Regions from separate parts of the Sus scrofa genome. Here region 2 is linked to region 1. Evidence: chromatin contacts called from public Hi-C data. All regions are on one chromosome and are shown on one strand. Each heading gives the region's core, a stretch centred on a gene start, on an enhancer-like site or on the middle of the called end of the contact. The rest is flanking DNA. Distances are from core to core; before and after follow the strand shown. Region 1 holds the start of CEP120 (centrosomal protein of 120 kDa). Region 2 overlaps CSNK1G3 (casein kinase I).

The links. Hi-C and Micro-C count contacts between places; a contact is called where the count stands out from the background.
Region 2: a Hi-C map of alveolar macrophages shows a contact between it and region 1, with 2.6 times the contacts expected there. The contact joins the enhancer-like site here to the promoter of CEP120 in region 1. A contact is called at or near these places in 5 of 47 Hi-C or Micro-C datasets (alveolar macrophages, embryonic fibroblasts and fetal heart ventricle) and 1 of 2 datasets of contacts at active chromatin or transcription factors (alveolar macrophages).

What each region holds. Positions count from the first base shown.
Region 1 is chr2:126,928,515-126,931,837 of Sscrofa11.1, forward strand. It overlaps CEP120 (centrosomal protein of 120 kDa), which reads right to left and starts at 1,603. Exons shown (of 21, transcript XR_002341873.1): 1 at 1,356-1,603; 2 at 1,025-1,102.
Region 2 is chr2:127,121,429-127,124,751 of Sscrofa11.1, forward strand. The region is part of intron 13 of CSNK1G3 (casein kinase I); the gene reads left to right. Among named protein-coding and RNA genes, the nearest start is that of CSNK1G3, 110 kb to the left of the region's middle. Within about 2 kb of position 1,658, at least 2 of the 83 cell types and tissues checked have an H3K27ac peak or open chromatin away from gene starts, as enhancers often do. A contact at or near this core is called in alveolar macrophages, where this site is marked.

The DNA of each region.
Region 1 (3,323 bases), core at 353-2,852:
GTTCCACAACTCGAAAATTAGGTTTCCAGTGTTTTCTTCCCTCTCAACCTCCCCCCACACCCATACTCCTAGGCCCTCCCCATACCTTTTTTTTGGGGGGGACACCACCATGACAATCCCCAGCCATTCCTCTATCTCACTACTCAAGATGACTCCTTCTTGTCCTGTTATTCATAACTCACCCTCAATTTACCTATCGACTCTCTCCATTTTGCTGCATCCTGCTCTCAACCTCACTGAATTAAAGCAAACAGAAGCAAGCCTTGCTTTACTACACCTTAAATGCCACCGGCTCTTCCTTTTGCCTGGAATGCCCTTCCTTCCTTTTTCCACTTGACGAATTCCTAATCATCTTTTAGGACCCGAATAAACTCCATCTCCTCTAGGAAACCTTTCCCAGCTTGCCCAGGCAAAAGAGACCATACCCACACCCTGATGCATTATTTGAATGATTTGTTGCTCTTCATGCTACACCTTTAGCTTTTAGAACCAGGACTGGTTTACAGGCTCAGCGCACTGCCTCACAGTCAGTGAGATGCCTAATAAACAAATGTCACTCCTTCGACAAATCAAACTTTAAGGCATGCAAGTGTAACAGACCCTCCTGACAACTGTCTTCTAAGGCCCCCATCGACTTGTAAAGAGAAACTTGTACTAGAGTGAAAGCAAAATTTTCACCAATGGTATTACCGGGAAGTCGCTGAACAGATCGTGCTTTCCAAGCACACTTTCAGCTCATAATATCAAAGTCACATACACGCTGCTTCTGATGCAAATCGTTTTGCCAAGATCCTCTGGGGTCTATGGCTAGTCACGCTATATATCACCGATCTCTAACAGCGCTCATATTCCCTTGAGGGATTTTTAAATCAATTGCCTAACGGACCTCACTACGTACAACTCTGAACAAGTCTCTGGGGGCCGCACAAGCCAGGGTTCCTAAGGTTAACAAAGCCTCGGCCCCGCACTACTCTGTTAAAATTCTGGAAGCAGCAGTTGCAAAAGCAGGTGCCGGGCCACTCACCTTCGAGGATGGACACGACGATGAGCAGTTGGTCGGACTTGGAGACCATGGTCGCGGTCGGCGGCCCACAGGCGGGGTCTGCTGGGAGGAAGAGGGGCCCGGGTGAGCTGCAGGTAGCCCGCCACCCACGGCAGGGCTCTGGGTGAGGCTTCCGTCGCCCGCCCGTGGCCCCAGACGCCCGGACCCAGCTCTGCGGCCCGCTTGTAGCGCGCCCGGCTTCCCGTCCCCAGGCTGACAGTCCACCCGCAACCGGGCCCCGACAGAAGACAAAAGCCACTCAGCAGCCGGCTGGGCCAGTCTGCAGGGAGAGGGGAGCCCGCCGCCTGAGCACCTTTTGCCGCCCGCGTAGCCGCTTTTCAAACGCCCGGGCAGCCGCCGCGGCCGCCACCGCGCCCCGCTTCCGCCTAGCAACCAGGCCCGCAGGCCCTGCGCGCAGGGGAGGCTGGAGGACAAAGGGTGATAGAGACCAGGGCAGTCGAAGATAGAACGCCCCTTAGCCGGCTTCCCTTCCTGGCCTTTTACGCTACGTTCCAGAGGTCTCGGGAGAAGACTAGCCATTACCTCACAGCGCCCCCTGCTAGCCGGATGGGGGAAAGCGGGCGATTTGGTGGAGAACAACTGCGCAGGCGCACTACTGCAGTAAACACTTCCTGAAGTTCCCCTGGGAGGAACGTGAATGCGCTGTATTCTCTGCTTTATGCCCTAAACAACCTGGAAATTGTATCAGTAGTCATTAAAGGAAAAACAAACAAACAAACAAAAACAACAATTAGGTCTGTTCAGGTCCCAAGTATCAACACTGCTTAGAAGTTAAGTTACAGAGCAATAATAATTTACATCTGAACTCTGAAATTGCTAAATTGTCCTCGCGCTGCAGCTCAAGTTTCCACGCCTTATAAACAAGTAGCGTCAATACGGTAATTACTGTAACGTTGGCAGTGACGTAAGCTCTCTGAGAATTTCCTGTGCTTTAGAAATTACCCTAAAACAAAAACATTGTCACGTGGGCAGTGAAATTAAAGGTATAGGGTTTTCTAACCCCGGACCACAAAGTAACTAATTAGCAAAATCAAGACCAGAAATTAAACAAGGCTGACAACCGACATTTTCCCTTTTCCACCCTTCTCCCCCTAAAACTTCAGGCATTATTTTAGAGAAGATTAAAAATCTTTTGGAGGTCACCTAGTTTGAAATTGGATCTTGGACGAGATAGGTGGGAGGGAAGAGGAAGAGAGTACAATTTCTCCTTCCCCACCTCCACCTCTGCTTTGTGCAGGGAGCTGGAGACCATACTAGATTACTTCTAAGACCCTTTCAGGGCATTCCCTGGTGGCCCAGCCGTTAAGGACGCAAGGCTGTGGCTGGGGGTTCAGTCCCAAGCCAGGGAACTTCATGCTGGGAGACCCAAAAAAAGAGGAGTTCACTCGCCTTGTGACTCAGTGGAAACTACCCCACCTAGTATCCACGAGAATGCGGGTTCCTTCCCTGGCCTGGCTCAGCGGGGTAAGCATCCAGCGTTGCTGTGACCTGTGGCATAGGCTGGCGACTACAGCTCCACTTGGACCCTAGCCTGAGAACTTCTATATGCTGTGCTGCCCTAAAAAGAAAAAAAAAAAAAGTGGAAGAATCTAAATCCTTTTCAGGACCCTTCAGAGGCCTCCCTGAGTGAAATAACACATTATGCCATATAAAATCAAAATAATGATCTACTTTGGGTTCATTGTTGAATGATACATTCTTTTGAGGAAAATATCAGACTCGAAAGTAGATAGAATAATGTAATGAACCTGTAGGTACCCACAACACAGCTCCAACAATTATCAGCTTAAAACCAATCATCTTCATCTGGTGCAGAGGAGCCATGATTTGAAGGAAATCCCTTATATATTGATTATTCTCTTTCAATATGTACCTCTAAAAAGAGAGACTTTTTTTAAACAATCTTAAAACGTCAGATACTTAACCACAAGTGAGCTATTGCATCTTAAAAGTTAACAGCAATTCCTTAATATAATTAAGTTGTCATGCTCAAATTTCCTTGATTGTCTAAAAATTTTTTTCAGTTAGTTTGTTCAAATCAGGACCCAAACAAGTTCCAGAATATAATGTATTTGGTTGATCTCTCTCTTGCCTCTTCTTCTCTAGAAGTACTAACTCCCACTTTTTTTTCTCTTGAAACTCTTCACTGAAAAAACTAGTCTTGTGTCCTACAGAGTTTACCACAGTCTAAATTTTGTTGATGCAATATCAGTGTTGTTATTTAATATATACTCCAATGAGCAGTCTAATATGTCTACAT
Region 2 (3,323 bases), core at 408-2,907, 190 kb after region 1:
CCTTTAAGTTTAGTTATTAAGTTTTTAAGTAGTATGAAATCATCTTTGTTTCTCCTTTTTTTCCTGCATTCCATCATTTACTAAACAGTTACTGTGTGTTTGGTAACATGACGGTCATGAAGATAAGTCAAGGCCCTTTTGTTCCATTAGAGTAGATAGTAAGCACACCAGTGACTTTTCCATAGGAGTTCTCAACCGTGGTTTCATAGCACAGTCATCTGCAGAGTTTTAAAAATATGCCGATACTTAGGCTTCACTTTGTGGGTGATGGGGTCTGGTTACCAATATTTTTAAAATTCCTTAAAGCTGATTCTGAAGAGCAGCCAAGATTAAGAATCACTGATCTAAAACAAGGTATTATAGGATGAACACTATGGAGTCTGGAGACTGGAGTTTGTACTTTGAGCTGAAGATTAGGGGAGTCTTCACGGGTAAGGATATGTTTGTGCTGATTCTCAAAGATGAGTATGATTTGGCAAGGGAGATGGAGATCAGAGGGAAGAGGTTGAGCAATAGTGTGGAGCAGGGAAAGAATGGGCAGGTTTAAGTAGTGACCCATGCAGATAGAGAATGTGAATACATTAATGGGAAGTGCTAGGCTAAGTGCCTGATTTCAAAGGGCCTTCAGTAGCAAGCAAGGTAAAAAAAAAAAAAAAAAAAAAAAAAAAAATTGGACATTATCTTTCTTAGCACATGAGAATGCGCTGTGGATTTAAGCCAAGAAATGGTATAATCAGATTGAACCTTAAGAAAATTAATTTGATGGTAGTTTTGAGGCTTATGTCACCTCCTAGGATTCATCAGATTGCAGAAAATCTCCCTTCCTTCCTTTGATAGTACAGGCTGCCTGGAGAGGAAGCCTAGTGGAGGGTAAGACTGAGAGGAGAGTAGAAATAGGTTGGAAGCACATTTTAAGAGGTGTGTGGACTTAATGCCTTAGTCAGTGGAGAACCATTGCTGAGATTTCAGAGGAAAAGCACATGGCCATATTTATGATAAGGGAAGTTTGCATGCCTTAAAGTGGAGGTCAGTTAAAAAGGCTTTTACCAATGATGGAGGCAAGAAGTTAGGAATTATGCCAGCATGAGAGGGTGGGGAAATTTTAAAAGTCACTTCAGCCTTGGGGAACTAATTGCATGTGGATGGAGAGTAAGAAATTGAAAGTGGGGATGGGTCTGCAAGTTCCTAGTTAGATAGTTACCTGGATGGTCCTGCTCTGTGATCTAAACTCTACCTGCTTAACTAAACGAACGGCTCCTCATTTTTATAACTGATAGCTCTAGAGAAATGAAATTACATTTAAGTATAAGTTTTAAGGGGATAAATCCTTTGACAGTGAATTAAAGATGAGTTGCCATGAAAGGTGTTTTCTGTATACTCATCAACCAGATGAGGAGAGGCTGGGTTCTGGAATAAATGGCTAAGGTCTGACAGGTACCGCAGTCCCTCAGCCGGAGGATGAACCATTAAGTCAACGTAAGGAGAGCTAAGAACTTCAGATGCAGACAGAAGAACATGCTTCAGTTTCTGGGTAGACTTTTGAGAAGAACGTATATGGCATAATCCAGGAAAACAAGCCATATTTTAAAAGAAGGAAGAGGCAGTCAGTAGTGGGGAAATGATGGTGTGAGTCAATAGCAAAACCATGTGTTGTCTACAGAGTTTAGGACTTTGACCCATTATGACTTCTTGTTTTCTCCCTATACAGTGTTTTCAGCCATAGCCTTAGTGTTAATCAGAAGCAGAACTTAGCATTTATTCCCAAAGGATTTAAGAGTAGAAATGTGACTTCAAAGCTTCTAGGCTAGCCATTCAGTGGTAAGGTCAGAGGCATGATCCTGATGTGAGAGTATATTGGCTTACTGGAACCACGTGAGGAATAATCCAGAAAGAGCCAAGAAGAAGCATCGTTGACAAGAACATGATTCTAACGTCTGGTCAGCTTAATCTTTCCCTAAGGTACTTGTCAGTAGTCTAGATCTGAGGAGACCCCACTTGAGGTGTGAACTAAGGAATAAGAAAATGTAGTCACTGAGCAGCAAGGAGAGAAAATATCCTTAAAAATTTCAAAGGTGTGAGTTACTTTCTAACCAGATAATTGAATTTGTTGATAAAAATGACTTGCTCATATCATCTGTGAAAACTTCTGTATGTTCTGATTCCTGGAATCTCTGCTATAAACTCTATTATTGTCAGTCATTGTTTCCAGTAACTTTCCCCCCTTTTCAGCTGTACTAATTTACAATTATATGGTTTATTTTTATGCATTTGTCTGCTCTCCTGGAAATTTCTGACATGATGTCCACTAAGCATTTCCACTGTCACCTCATTGCATTCAGGATGAGACCTCACTGGAAATAGAGAAGGAGGAAGGTGACCTGGCAGTTGTATCTAGAAAGCCATGCTTTTTGACACTTAGACTTCTTTAATAATTTGGTGCAAACAATTTTTCTCCAGAAAACCTTCAACAGGCACTAAACTCTGTATTTTATAGGGTTTCAGTATGTGGCCAGTGGTTAAGAACTTTAGCTTTAGAACAGGCTTAAGAATTTTAGAATTTAGAATTTCAACTAGGTCCTTTTTTTTTTCTTTCTTTTAATAGGGCCGCACTTGTGGCATATGGAAGTTCCCAGGCTAGGGATCAGGAGTGGAGTTGGAGCTACAGTTGCAGCCCTACACCACAGCCTCAGCAACACGGGATCCGTGCCACATCTGCAACCGTATGGCACAGCTCATGGCAATACCAGATCCTTAACCCACTGAGCGAGGCCAGGGATTGAACCTACATCCTTGTAGATACTAGTTAGGTTTGTTACTGCTGAGTCATGATGGGAACTCCTTAACTAGGCTCTCACTCTAGGAGTTGCGTTTATGAAACAAATCATTCATTTTTTCAGTAAAATGAATACAAACTTTGTGCCCATTTGTGAGATGTGTCTGTAAGACCTTATGAAACTTACATTCTAAGTGAAGGTAGGTAATAAGTAAATAAATTAAATAAATTCAGATTAGTATTAGGTACTGAGAGGAAAATAAAAGTCATGTGTCAGAGTGGCCACGAGGAAGAAATAGTGTTTTAGACTGCTCAGGGCACTTGAGATGCGACCTAATTTCTGAATCATAAAGACTATAAATTAGCTGTTTCGTTAATGACTTTGAAGAAATCAGCCACAAGATTAATATCCATTTCCTTCTTAAATTGTTAGTGTATAATACTTTGAGAACACTGTTCTCTTTGTGGAGTTGGATACCTTCATATAGCATAAAGAGTGCTGTCCTCTGGTGGTAGTTAGTTTAATAGCATACCAGCTCTACCTATGCAA